2 separate regions of the Rattus norvegicus genome follow, and region 2 is linked to region 1. The links are chromatin contacts, called in public Hi-C maps. All regions are on one chromosome and are shown on one strand. The core of a region is the stretch at or near the end of the contact, and the rest is flanking DNA. Distances in the headings are between cores, read along the strand shown. Region 1 overlaps Ppp2r2b (protein phosphatase 2, regulatory subunit B, beta). Region 2 has its middle 62 kb from the start of Ppp2r2b.

The links. A called contact is a pair of places that touch in the nucleus more often than the background predicts.
Region 2: a contact with region 1 is called in a Hi-C map of liver, with 3 times the contacts expected there. The contact joins two enhancer-like sites. A contact is called at or near these places in 2 of 12 Hi-C or Micro-C datasets (kidney and liver).

The regions. Positions count from the first base shown.
Region 1 is chr18:35,058,105-35,063,601 of GRCr8, forward strand. All of the region lies in intron 1 of Ppp2r2b (protein phosphatase 2, regulatory subunit B, beta), which reads right to left. Among named protein-coding and RNA genes, the nearest start is that of Ppp2r2b, 100 kb to the right of the region's middle. Within about 2 kb of position 3,412, at least 2 of the 93 cell types and tissues checked have an H3K27ac peak or open chromatin away from gene starts, as enhancers often do. A contact at or near this core is called in liver, where this site is marked.
Region 2 is chr18:35,224,315-35,229,811 of GRCr8, forward strand. It overlaps a transcript of Ppp2r2b not described here. Among named protein-coding and RNA genes, the nearest start is that of Ppp2r2b, 62 kb to the left of the region's middle. Within about 2 kb of position 3,032, at least 14 of the 93 cell types and tissues checked have an H3K27ac peak or open chromatin away from gene starts, as enhancers often do. A contact at or near this core is called in liver, where this site is marked.

The sequences.
Region 1 (5,497 bases), core at 2,162-4,661:
TAGGTTCTGGGGCTCAGCTAGATAATAAACCCAGAAAATAAACTCATCAATGCAATATCTGGGTTTTCCCTTATATCTTGGGACTACCCACTCAGTAGTGCTGCTGTTAAGAATAAAAGCGTCAGGTCTTGGAAATTCTTAACCAGACTGGATCCTTCTGTACAGTACAGTTATATCCAAATTGGTGGTTGTTAGCATTTTGTCTAAACTCTGCCCCACAGTTACCTGGCAACAGCCAGGTATGCCTGACTCACTGTAAAAGGGGCTGCTTGCCACCTCCTCTCTCTCTGGTTCTTGCTTTCTGGCTCCTGCTCTGTCCCCTCACCCCTTTACCCTTCTCTCCCCATTCCCTTCCCACCCCCTCTCTCCATGTGCTCATAGCTGGCCTCTACTTCTCTCCTCTTCTCTGTCTCTGTCTCTCTGTCTTTCTGTCTCTGTGTCTCTCTCTGTCTTTCTGTCTCTGTCTCTCTCTGTTTTTCTGTCTCTGTCTCTCTCTCTCTGTCTTTCTGTCTCTGTCTCTCTCTCTCTCTGTCTTCCTTTCTCTGCCTCTATTACCCTCTCAACTCCTCTCCCCCATGCCCTGAATAAACTCTATTCTATGCTATACCATTTTGTGGCTGGTCCCTCATGGGGAAGGGATGCCTCAGCATGGGCCCACAGAGGCTCCTCCTTCCCCCATAACTGACTACACGTCCACCAAAACATATTTCTTCTCTCTTTATCTTTTTATAAAACAGCATTTGTTTCCATGACTTGGATTAAAAAAAAAACAACTAACCTTTGGGTCACCTATAACTATTGTCTCTTCTCATAACCTGTCACAACTCTTAACTTACAAAGGCTCACAGACTTTCCCTCCCTCCAGGGTTCTTTCTCTTCAGGTATCGCTAACAGAAGACCCTACACTCATCTTCCAATCATGCCTGCCTCTTAATATTTCCAATATTCTTCCTCGACTAAATACTAACCACTGCCTACCTCCTACGCTGAAACATCAGAGGAACTTTTTCCTCCTCCTTCACACACACAGGAGGAGACATTGCCTCAGGCCATCTATACCTGGTATAGCGATGGCAGCTTTTTTTACATGAAGGAGCCTGGAGAGGTGGCTCAGTGGTTAAGAACACTGGGTGCTCTTCCAGAGGACCACAGTTCAATTCCCAGCACCCATAGTGGCTACTATTAAGTTACTGACAGTCTAAGGACCCTTACCAGGCAGGGCTAGGTGGCAGCCTGAATGTATGAAAGTTAGAGGATTCCAAGTTTTAAATGAAAGGCAAATGGTAACTGGAGACGTTTCAGAGAATTCAGTGATTTTGTGTATCAGTAGTACTTTCTGGAAAGGTAGAGCCAAAGACTGGAAGTAGCTGCAACTAAAATAGCATTTTCTACCCACGGAGACCTATAGGCTCCATCTGTGCATGTGACTTCTCAGCTGCTACCACGAAGAGGAAGTGGTTTGAATTAACACTAATCAACCTGATTCTCCTGGGGCACCCTGTACCTGTGAACCTCCAAGTCCTCCGTAAACAGCAGTTGAGCTTCCTTATCTCCAGAGGAGTGAGCTCTTGGAGTTTTTGCTTAAAACAAGCAGAGTCGTGGGGAAGAGGCTGTAATTATTAGTAGACCATGTGCCAGACGGAATAATTTTCAGCTCATGCTTGAAAAGGGCCAAATCACCTATAAGGCTCCAAGCTAGTTTGCATAACAGGGCTCTGTCACAAAGTCCCTCTGAGTGTTAAGTGAAGGGTGAGTGAATGGTTGTGAATGGAAAAGTAGCAAGGCAAGCTGTAGTGAATAAACGAATGCGCTCAGCAATTTTATTTGAATGCTTTTTTTTTTTTGCCAGAGAAACTCTAGCCTATGCACTGATGAGGTATGAACAAGTCCTTTCCTGCAGTCTGATCTGTACCAGTGAAAAATCTGAGAGCAGTCTCAATGTGTATTGATAAAGAGGGGTGTAACTAAATAGGTCTCAGTAGTTCTAATGAATCAGGCTGACCTACATGGGCTTTCATGGAGATCCAAGACACATTAGAGAAGAAAAAGCAAAGTGCATGGTCATGTGCTTGGTGTGCCATATGTGGTCACGTGAGGAAGCCCAAGCTTCTTCGATATTTCTTCCTTTAGGATATAGAGCTTGCTTGGTCTCCCTGCACATGTGGACTAGACTCGTTGATTCATTTCTAAGGAATAAAATATGGCAGAAAGAATAATGTGCTACTTCCAAGGTAGAGTCATAAAAAGGCGTTACATTGTGGTTTCCTTCATGATGGCCCATCTTTTCCTCTAGAGGCAGCCTGCCAAGAATAATCAAGAGGCCCTGAGCAGAGGCCTACATGGCAACCTAGATCCAGGAATGACAATTCCCTCCAAGAACTGTGCCCGTGAGCCATCATATAAGCTCATCTTCCTCCATGGTCCAAGCTGTTCAAGAATACAGTCCTTTCTTCTAGCCTGACTGCAGTCTCCAGAAAGGCCTTAGACTAATCACCCAGGGCTTAGTCATCCCTGGAATCCACACTCTCAAACAATGTGTGAGGTAAGAGATGTTTACTATTTCAAGACACTAAATTTTGTAGTAGTGACTGATTAATCAATAATGAATACATGATGTATATAAACACAAATTTATAAAGCTAAGAAGACCTACATACACAAAGGCACACGTGCAGAGAGTGGTTTGGAAGATGTGCAGAGGTAAGCACAGTTGGTTACCTCTGAGGAGGCAAGGCAGGGATGAAGATTAGATTGGTTCTAACTTTGTTGTGTGGCCTTCATTTTGGTATTATTGATGGAGTGTCAGATAATAAAAAAAAGGAACACACAGAATGTAAAATTGTACTTCATATTTCCTGGCAAAGGAGAAAAGGCTGGGGCGCAACTTTGATCATCTCCCAGAAAAAAGGTTGCCTAGCAAATTTGTTTAATCATAAACAGGGTTATCAGTGGGGCTCTCCTATCCACTTGGAGAAGCCAAATCCTGTCAGTCACCTTAAAAGTCACCTTAGCACAAGTCACAAACAATAAGTGATTATTTTTTATTCATGTTTCTTATCTCATGTTGAAGCAGGTCAAAGAGACCTTTATTTGAATAATGCCAATTGGCAACATTCTCATTTCCAAAGGGCATCTTAGTTCTTTTGAAAGTGACAAGGCCATTGAAATAGCCAAGTTATGTATTAACAGATTCTGGCTTTATCAGGTAGCTTAGAACTAAAGAGGTTATGTTTCAGGTAAGGTCGTAGACAAGGTCTTTTAAAATTTACTTTGTATTAGATTTCTTTTAGGTTTATGCTAAGCTCTTTTTCCATTTTGAGCCTGGGGTCTCCATCATGTAAAGGGAATATGAAACACCCTGTCTGTGGCTATAGTGGCTGCAGGCGCCAAAGCTTATGCATTTGCAGTGGAATTGGGTCCAGAGCTTAGCTTCGTGATACCTTCTGGGTGACTGACCAGAAATCCAATCACAGCACATTCATTTCAAAAATCCCTTTCATATATCAGTTAAAAGCAGCTTGTGCACTTAGATTTGCAAATCTCTGAACCAGGGTTGTGGAAACCAAGGGAAAGAAGAGATTCCTGTTCAGCTTCCGGGGTGACGGGAAGGATCAAACTCGAAGCAGTTCTTTTCCTTGACTACTGGGTAGATTTAACACTTCTGCAGAATCCTGAAGTGGCTTTTCTGTAACACTGGCCACTGCCCCAAGAAGTTCCAGAATAACACAGGGCATTTTATACCCCACTAAGTGCGTCAGCGTTTGTTCACTGCACCATGAATTGCAGAGGAATCTCTAGTTATCCTATCTGATGACGTCCTGATGGCCCTTAGCACCTGCAAGATGGCTCTGGTTTCCTGTCAGATGCAGACATACTAACTGATCCTGCCACTGGCCAGCTTTCTGGGCTTAGAAAAGAGTACATTACAGCGATTGTGATTGAATACACCACCATTGGGTGCTACAGTGCACTGTAGTGGATTTGATGTTTAAACATATTTCCCTGGGTTGCAGTGTGCATGAGTTTCTTTCATGAACTCAAATGTAAATACCAGTCTTTGTTGCAGGGAGACGGGAAGGCTGAGGGCAACTGTGGAGGCTTTAGAGGGACTCCTATACCCAAATCTCTAGGTGACCAACTATTTGCCTATTAAATGACCCAATATCTTTGTTTCCTCTTCTGAAAGGTGAGTCTGAGACTAATCATGAAGTGCTGTGTTTCCATGTGAATTAGACAGTGAATCTATGTTACATGGGGAGGCTGGGACATAGTTTGTGCTTGGTCACTGGATACTATGAGCGATTTGGAGAAGGACAGGACACGCGCATCATGTCTTCAGAGTGTTACACAGCTATCTGCTGGACACAGTGTTAGGCTCTTGGGATACATCAAATGTATGTTCTCTCCTCACAAGACTTCCATGATAGTGAAGGACGGAGATGAAACCCAATCAGAGACAACCTACTGAAGTGTTCCAGGGTGAGATGCAGAGGTAGAGTTAGCGGGAAGAACCCAGTGTGGAGAGTTTTCTTAAATTTTAGGATGTGAAAGTCCAGTCATCCAAAACATACAGAAAAGTGTGATTCTAGTAGAGGGAACAGCATGAGTGGATACCATTAAAGGGGAAATCGCTTCTTCAGTTTAGGGAAGTGAGGGACATTGCAGGGGGACAATGATCTGACAGGGAGAGAGATTGAGGGAGAACATGAAGTGTGAGATGAAGGGCTGCTGCCTTTTCCTGTGTGTAGAGGGACACAAGAATAAGTCAGAATGAACAAAAATAAGTGCAGGAGGCTGATGGAACTCACTCGTTGGAGAGACAGTGAGTGGGTGTCTCATTTGACTGCTCTAGAAGCATTTAAACTTAAATTTCCAAGCTACATTTAGGATAGGACAAGGCCTAATCCTGACTCTCTTCTCTGCCTATTCATCTATTTCTGGTTTCTGCCCTCTCCCACAGGAATTCTTCCTGCCCCTACCGCCAACAGAATAAAAGCCTAATGCTTCCTTCCCTAAAGCAGCCCTTTCAGTTTCTTCCTTAAGCCATCTGCTCTTTTATCTGCCAAACATTATTGATTTTATTCGAAAACTTTTAATTAGATGCTTTCAGGCAGAGGCTGAGTTAAGTATAGAAGCTTTGAGCTTCTCTCATACTCGGCAGCTGCAGTAAGACACAGGACCTCATGATCTAAGTTCATTATTGTCTCTATGTTGACGTCATCCTCTTTTCTTTCCATACACTGCTGTTCCAGGAAGCCCCAGAGCCTCAGAGCCATGAAATAAACATTGCTTCTCAGAAGAAATCTTTCGCGAGATTTTCCATGTGTGATTAGATACTGGAAAGGCCATGAGAATGAACAACTGACTTCCCTTCGGTTGGCTGACTTCACCTGAAGATTCCCAAAAGCTTCAGAGACACTAATTAAGTTAGCCCTGTGAAACTCAAGGAAAAGGGACTTAGTCAATGCAGAAAACTAAACTGAGTTTAAGGGCACTT
Region 2 (5,497 bases), core at 1,782-4,281, 170 kb after region 1:
AGGGGCATGACCTGAAGAGTATGTCTTTCCCCTTCCTCTGCTTTGTGGATGACATTATGTGAATACCCTTTCTCTGCCTCATAGTTCCTCTGCAATGCTTGTGTCTTGCCTTGTGCCTCACAGCAATGAAGCTAGTCAACCATGAACTGACACCCCTAAAAGTGAGCCCGGATAACCTTCCTCCTTCTGTTCTCACAGGCAATTTGTAACGGTGCTGGAAGGTTGGTTGCCACAATGACACAGAATTCCTCTCTGTCTCTTCTAGCACCGGGGCGGCTGGCGTGTCTCGGTTTGTACACATACCACTGCAGCCTCGGCTCCCCGGTCATACTTTCTTCCCATGTATCTCCCTTAGCAGCACACCGGTCATATTGGGTTAGTGGCTGCCCTCATTCAATGAGAACGTCATTTGACTTGATAACCCCCGTAAAGACTCCACTCTTAAGGTCATGTTCTGAGGCACTGAGGCTTAGGACTTGAACACGTGCTCCTGGGGGACTAATTGCATTGTTTTCTTTCTTTCTTTTTTTTTTTTGCATTGCTTTCAATGCAGCAATCATGTATGTTTATTCTAAAAATTTCGAAGAAAGTAAAAATGCTCTAAATTTCTCCTTTTCCAAAGCTCATGTTAACAGACTTTCTTTGCAAATATTTTTCAAGAATTTTTTGTTTTGTTTTCTTTAAGAAACCAAATTCTAGAATACAGATATTTGGAGATGTGTACCGTTTCCTTCAGATGACAATAAAGTTTGCTGTGATCCCTCTCATCTCTCCTCTCCCCTCGTCCTCCCTCCTTCTACCTTTCTCTGGGGCATACCATGCTAGGGAAACTACCTGCTTTGGATAGACATTTATAGACCACATGAAAAAATGTCCATTTTAACATATTTTATCAAATTGTTTTCACAAAGGACATATTAACTTTACTCTCACCAATAATATGTAAGCGTTCTAGTTTTTCCCTATAGATTAGAATTGCCAATAGAATATATAACTTTAAAACTTAAGATTTATGAATGTCTAAAAGCATGTTCTTCTAGAAATTCTAAATCTTCATTCTTCACTATTCTAAGGTAATGACTACAAACCCATAATTTTGTTTAACAGCTTAATAATTTTATTTTTATAAGTTTTTAGTCTATTTTCTTGGTGTTGAGGAGTAGACACAAGGTCGTATGTGTGATGAATGTATTCATCCTTAATCCTGACCCTTGAAGACTGTGGGTGGGGTGTAGAATTAAAATCCAGACCTTCTTTTACTACTTATTCTTTTACTACTTATTCTAAACATTTGGGTTAAGTGGGACTATAAATGGAGAAACTCAGTACATTCCTGTTCACCTTTTCAATAGATCAGGTTTCTTTAATAGAGAGCTGTCTATTACTTCACAGAACGAGCGTTCAGGAAGGCAAGGCTGATCTGACGGTGAGCAGCCTTTCAGCTTCAGTGTGCAGAGTTAATTGAATTTCTATACATTCTTGGTAAAACCACTTCCTTTCTCTCCTGAAAACAGACTATGGATTTTGGGAAAGTAAATGGCTTTGTACGGTTAACCCTGACTCTATTCTCATCAAGGGCAGCACTGATGAACATGGATCTTGCAAGCAGCAAAGACATCCAGTTCATTCGCAGACCATCTCAGAGCCTTTTAGAGTGGACTCTGAGTTAAGAACCCCTTGGAGAGGCAGTAATCACAATGTGATTTTAAAAAAAATAGTAAACAGCCTAAGCACAGACTGGGACAGCCTTTCCCCAGGGAAATTCTGTAAGGACACATGAGATGTTCCACATCACACAATGTCTTCAGATAAAATGAAGACAGTATTCCCAAGCATCTTCCCCCTGGCCTCCCAGAGACTCAAGACTGAGGAGCACCAGTCTTTACACGGTGTCCACTGGGTCAGTGAGTGATTCTACACCAACCCCTGTTCTAAGAGAGGCAGTGCCAATCAATGCCTTGTCTTGATGGATGTGAGTTTATGCCAGTGATTTGCTATTTAACTTCAGAGAGCAGCCTCCTCTTCCTTATCTCTTTACATAAGCAAATGAATACAAATTAAAGTTTTAATCTCAAACTGAAACGTCAATGGTATTTTCACTACAAGGAGTTTCATAATGGTCTCATTACCGTTCCTAAGTGTAACACACTGAGGCGTTTAAATAGCTGAATTGTACTACATATATTCTTTGAGAACAGGTACCCAGGTAACCATGGCAATTCTGTCTCGAGGCAGGATGGGAGTGGGGTGGGAAACCATTTCATTAATTGAAGGGAAGGGTTTGAAAAGGGAATTATCAAGCTGTAGATCAGAGAGAGGGAGAAAGAGAAGAAAAAATACCGTACATTTCAGTCTTGTTTTTGTCTCATTATTAAATTATGTAACCTAGAGAAACTCAAAATGATTTGAAAGGTTCAGAGAAATTACAAGATTAAATGACAGTGCCATTCTTAGCCTTTCTACATTATTTTCAAGGTTGACCTGTACCAGATTTTATTTAGTTGGGCTTTTATATGGTTTGCTTGGAACCTGATATATCCTGAGAAGACAGAATTGTGGCCAGTGACCCAAAAGGAAGACCCACATCAGTAAGAGAGCTCTGTGGACTCAGTTAGAGACTTGCATGTTTCAAGGTGTTAGTACCTGGGAAAACTGTTCATCAGTAAGGTTTTTTTCAACCCAGCATCCCTGCCTTCCTATCTCTTGATAATTATCAAGATTAAAAGAACATTTTTGTTGTTTTAAACAAAAGGCAAGGAGATATTGAAAGAAAGGTATCTTGGTGACATGCTGAGAAGAAATGTCAGATCTGGGTTTTCAGCTCAGCTTTCACTGTAGGGCTGCTGCGAACCAGCGTAGGATGGGCATCTGGGATTTCACTCAGTGTGCCCGTGCAGCTTGCAGCTTTGACAAACATGCCAGTGGGCAGTTTAGGATTTGTGAAAACCCAATTGCCCAAATAAACAATCTGACCTCTAAGGCAGGTAGGCTATACTTGTGGAATCTCTTTTCCAGTCAGGCCAACACAGAGCACTGTGGTGCCCCAGGTGACTCCCTCCCACCCCCAAAGAACATCTGATTCAGTGCTCTCTGCACAGTCGGCCATTGGGTAATGCAGGTAGAAAAAGAGACAATGTCAGGTGCAACTATTACCAAACAGGGAAGTCAAGACTCAAATACATTTTGTAGATTCATTCCTCCAAGGGTAAATCCACTTCTAGTCAGTCACTGGGACAGGCAACATTATTTACAGACCTCAGGAAAGCAACCTAAAACTGGGTGGATAATTATTAACCAAATGGATTTCATTTTAAAACAAACATTTCTTTCTGCCAAACAGATTTTTGTTTTGGAAAGCAGCTAACTCTGGAGAACGGGGCCAGAAATTGCCGTCTGCATTACAATAGCTCTTTGGGTGCTATCCAACTGCAGCATGCTCACCACCTTGCTCTGCTCGCAACCCAGAGGCTCTTGGTTACAGGGAGCTGCAGCTGCTGCTTATGGAGCTTCCAGGCTGCAGCACCTGCAGAGACAATGGTGAATGGGCTGTCAGAGGACCTGTTTTCTTAGGGTGCAGAGAACACTAAGGCAGGCACTCTCAGCTTTGTTATCATAGGTGACCCCTTGCCCGTGAGATCTCTGGGATAGGCAAGGCGTGTCATGTGGGCTTCTACCAGTAATGTTTAACTTAGACAAATATTGGCTCTGGGCAATGAATGAGGGTGACCAGAAGGCCGAGTGAGTGAAATTTCTCACATCTGGTTTGCTATGAGTTTATTTTTTTAAATCTCTTTAGTTTTTATTTAACTGTGTGAGTGTGTGTGTGTGTGTGTGTGTGTGTGTGTGTGTGTGTGTGTGTGTGCCTGCCATCAGTTCATGTTTAACATTTGTGGACATGTAACAGGGGAGGACAGAATAGGGTATCAGATCACAAGGAACTAGAATTATGTGGTTGTGAGCCACCTCATGGGTGCTCAGAAATGAACCCAGGCACTCTGTAAGAGCAGCACATGCTTTTAACCGTGGAGCCATCTCTCCAGCCCCCACCTTTTAGTTTTTGAGCCAACCCTGCTATTAGTCACAGGGACTCTATAAAGTGATTCATTGAGAAGCTTTTTTTTTATTCCAGTGTTCCATTTTCTAAACTGCAGCCACTTAAGCCACAGTCTTCCATAAAAGAACATACAATTAGCCCGTAGCTAGCGTGGCAGAACTCCCCCAAGTGCACATTTCAGCTTTCTGCTTGCTATACTAAAGTCAGATATAAATGCCCTTTTCTTTCCCTCAAAAGCATCTGTGGAGAATTTTACTTGGCATGTGGCAGGGAGTGATGCTTGAATCCTTGGCAATTTGTAGCTTCCTTTCCAGTTCTGGGATCTAAGTACCCAACGTACATTCTGGTAAAGTTTCCTATTTGAGACTTGGTATAATCTGTTGTGTTGCTTTTCAGACCCCAAAGGCTGTTTGCTTAGTCTTGGTGCATCTGATGACCGTAGGTATCTACTGCAAGTGGTGAGTATTTTTATTATCTGAAATCACAGTAGAGCCTCTAGGTCAAGAGATTAGGATTTGTCACTGTATGTGGCTAGATGCAGAGTTGTGTGGCATCTATACAACCATTTCCTAGGTCTGATTTGCATTGCAAATTAAGATGCTAACCAGAGGTCCTGAGGAAAGAATATAAATAAAACATGGCATCACTACTGCATGCTCAATTCATGCCAGAGGAGGCCACTACCACCATCAGAGAGGACGGTTGCCATCTAAACAAAGTGGTTTGGGCAGGTGCAGGGTCTGTTGGGATAGCTTGGGAAAATACTCCTCCAGAAGGAGGTTTTCTCTAGGATCTCAAAGCCAGATTCCTAATCCTGTGCTTTATTCTATTTCACATTCAACTGAAGGAGATCCAGCAGCCTGCCCCTCAGTTTGGACTTCAGTATGAATGAGTAGAGCTCCCCAGAAGGTCTTGTATAAAAGCTCATCATTTGAATGTAAGAATAATATTCCATATGATACCGAAGCCTTGTTTACAGGCAACATATGGGCCTTTCAGAAGCTGAACTCCTACTCTGGTAGATACTCCCTAGATTTCTGTCCCTCGTTTCACCCTCTTCCTGTGGCAACATGTCTATCTGGGAGAAGTCTGTTCTTTGCGTGCTTTGTGACTTTTCAAAGACAGGGCATGTGTTTTAGGTTGAGCTGATCAGTGCATTCCAAACTCTGATCACAGACAAGGACTGGAAAGGGACTCACGTCTGACCGATCAGTGTCAATGAAGTCCATGTCTGCTTCTGAAATGAGGACAAGGAAGACCCTTGGTTGCTGATCCTTCAGAGCCCTGAGTGTGAGATGACAGGCTTGGGCTGTAGCCAGAGAGAAGAGCCAACAGACAGAAGCCAAGGTGTGGGAGCAGATGAAGGCACAGAGTGCCAAACTAAGATTTGGTCCAAAGCCTTATCCCCTAATGCCTGAGGGCAGCCGGCTTTGACTCTACTGA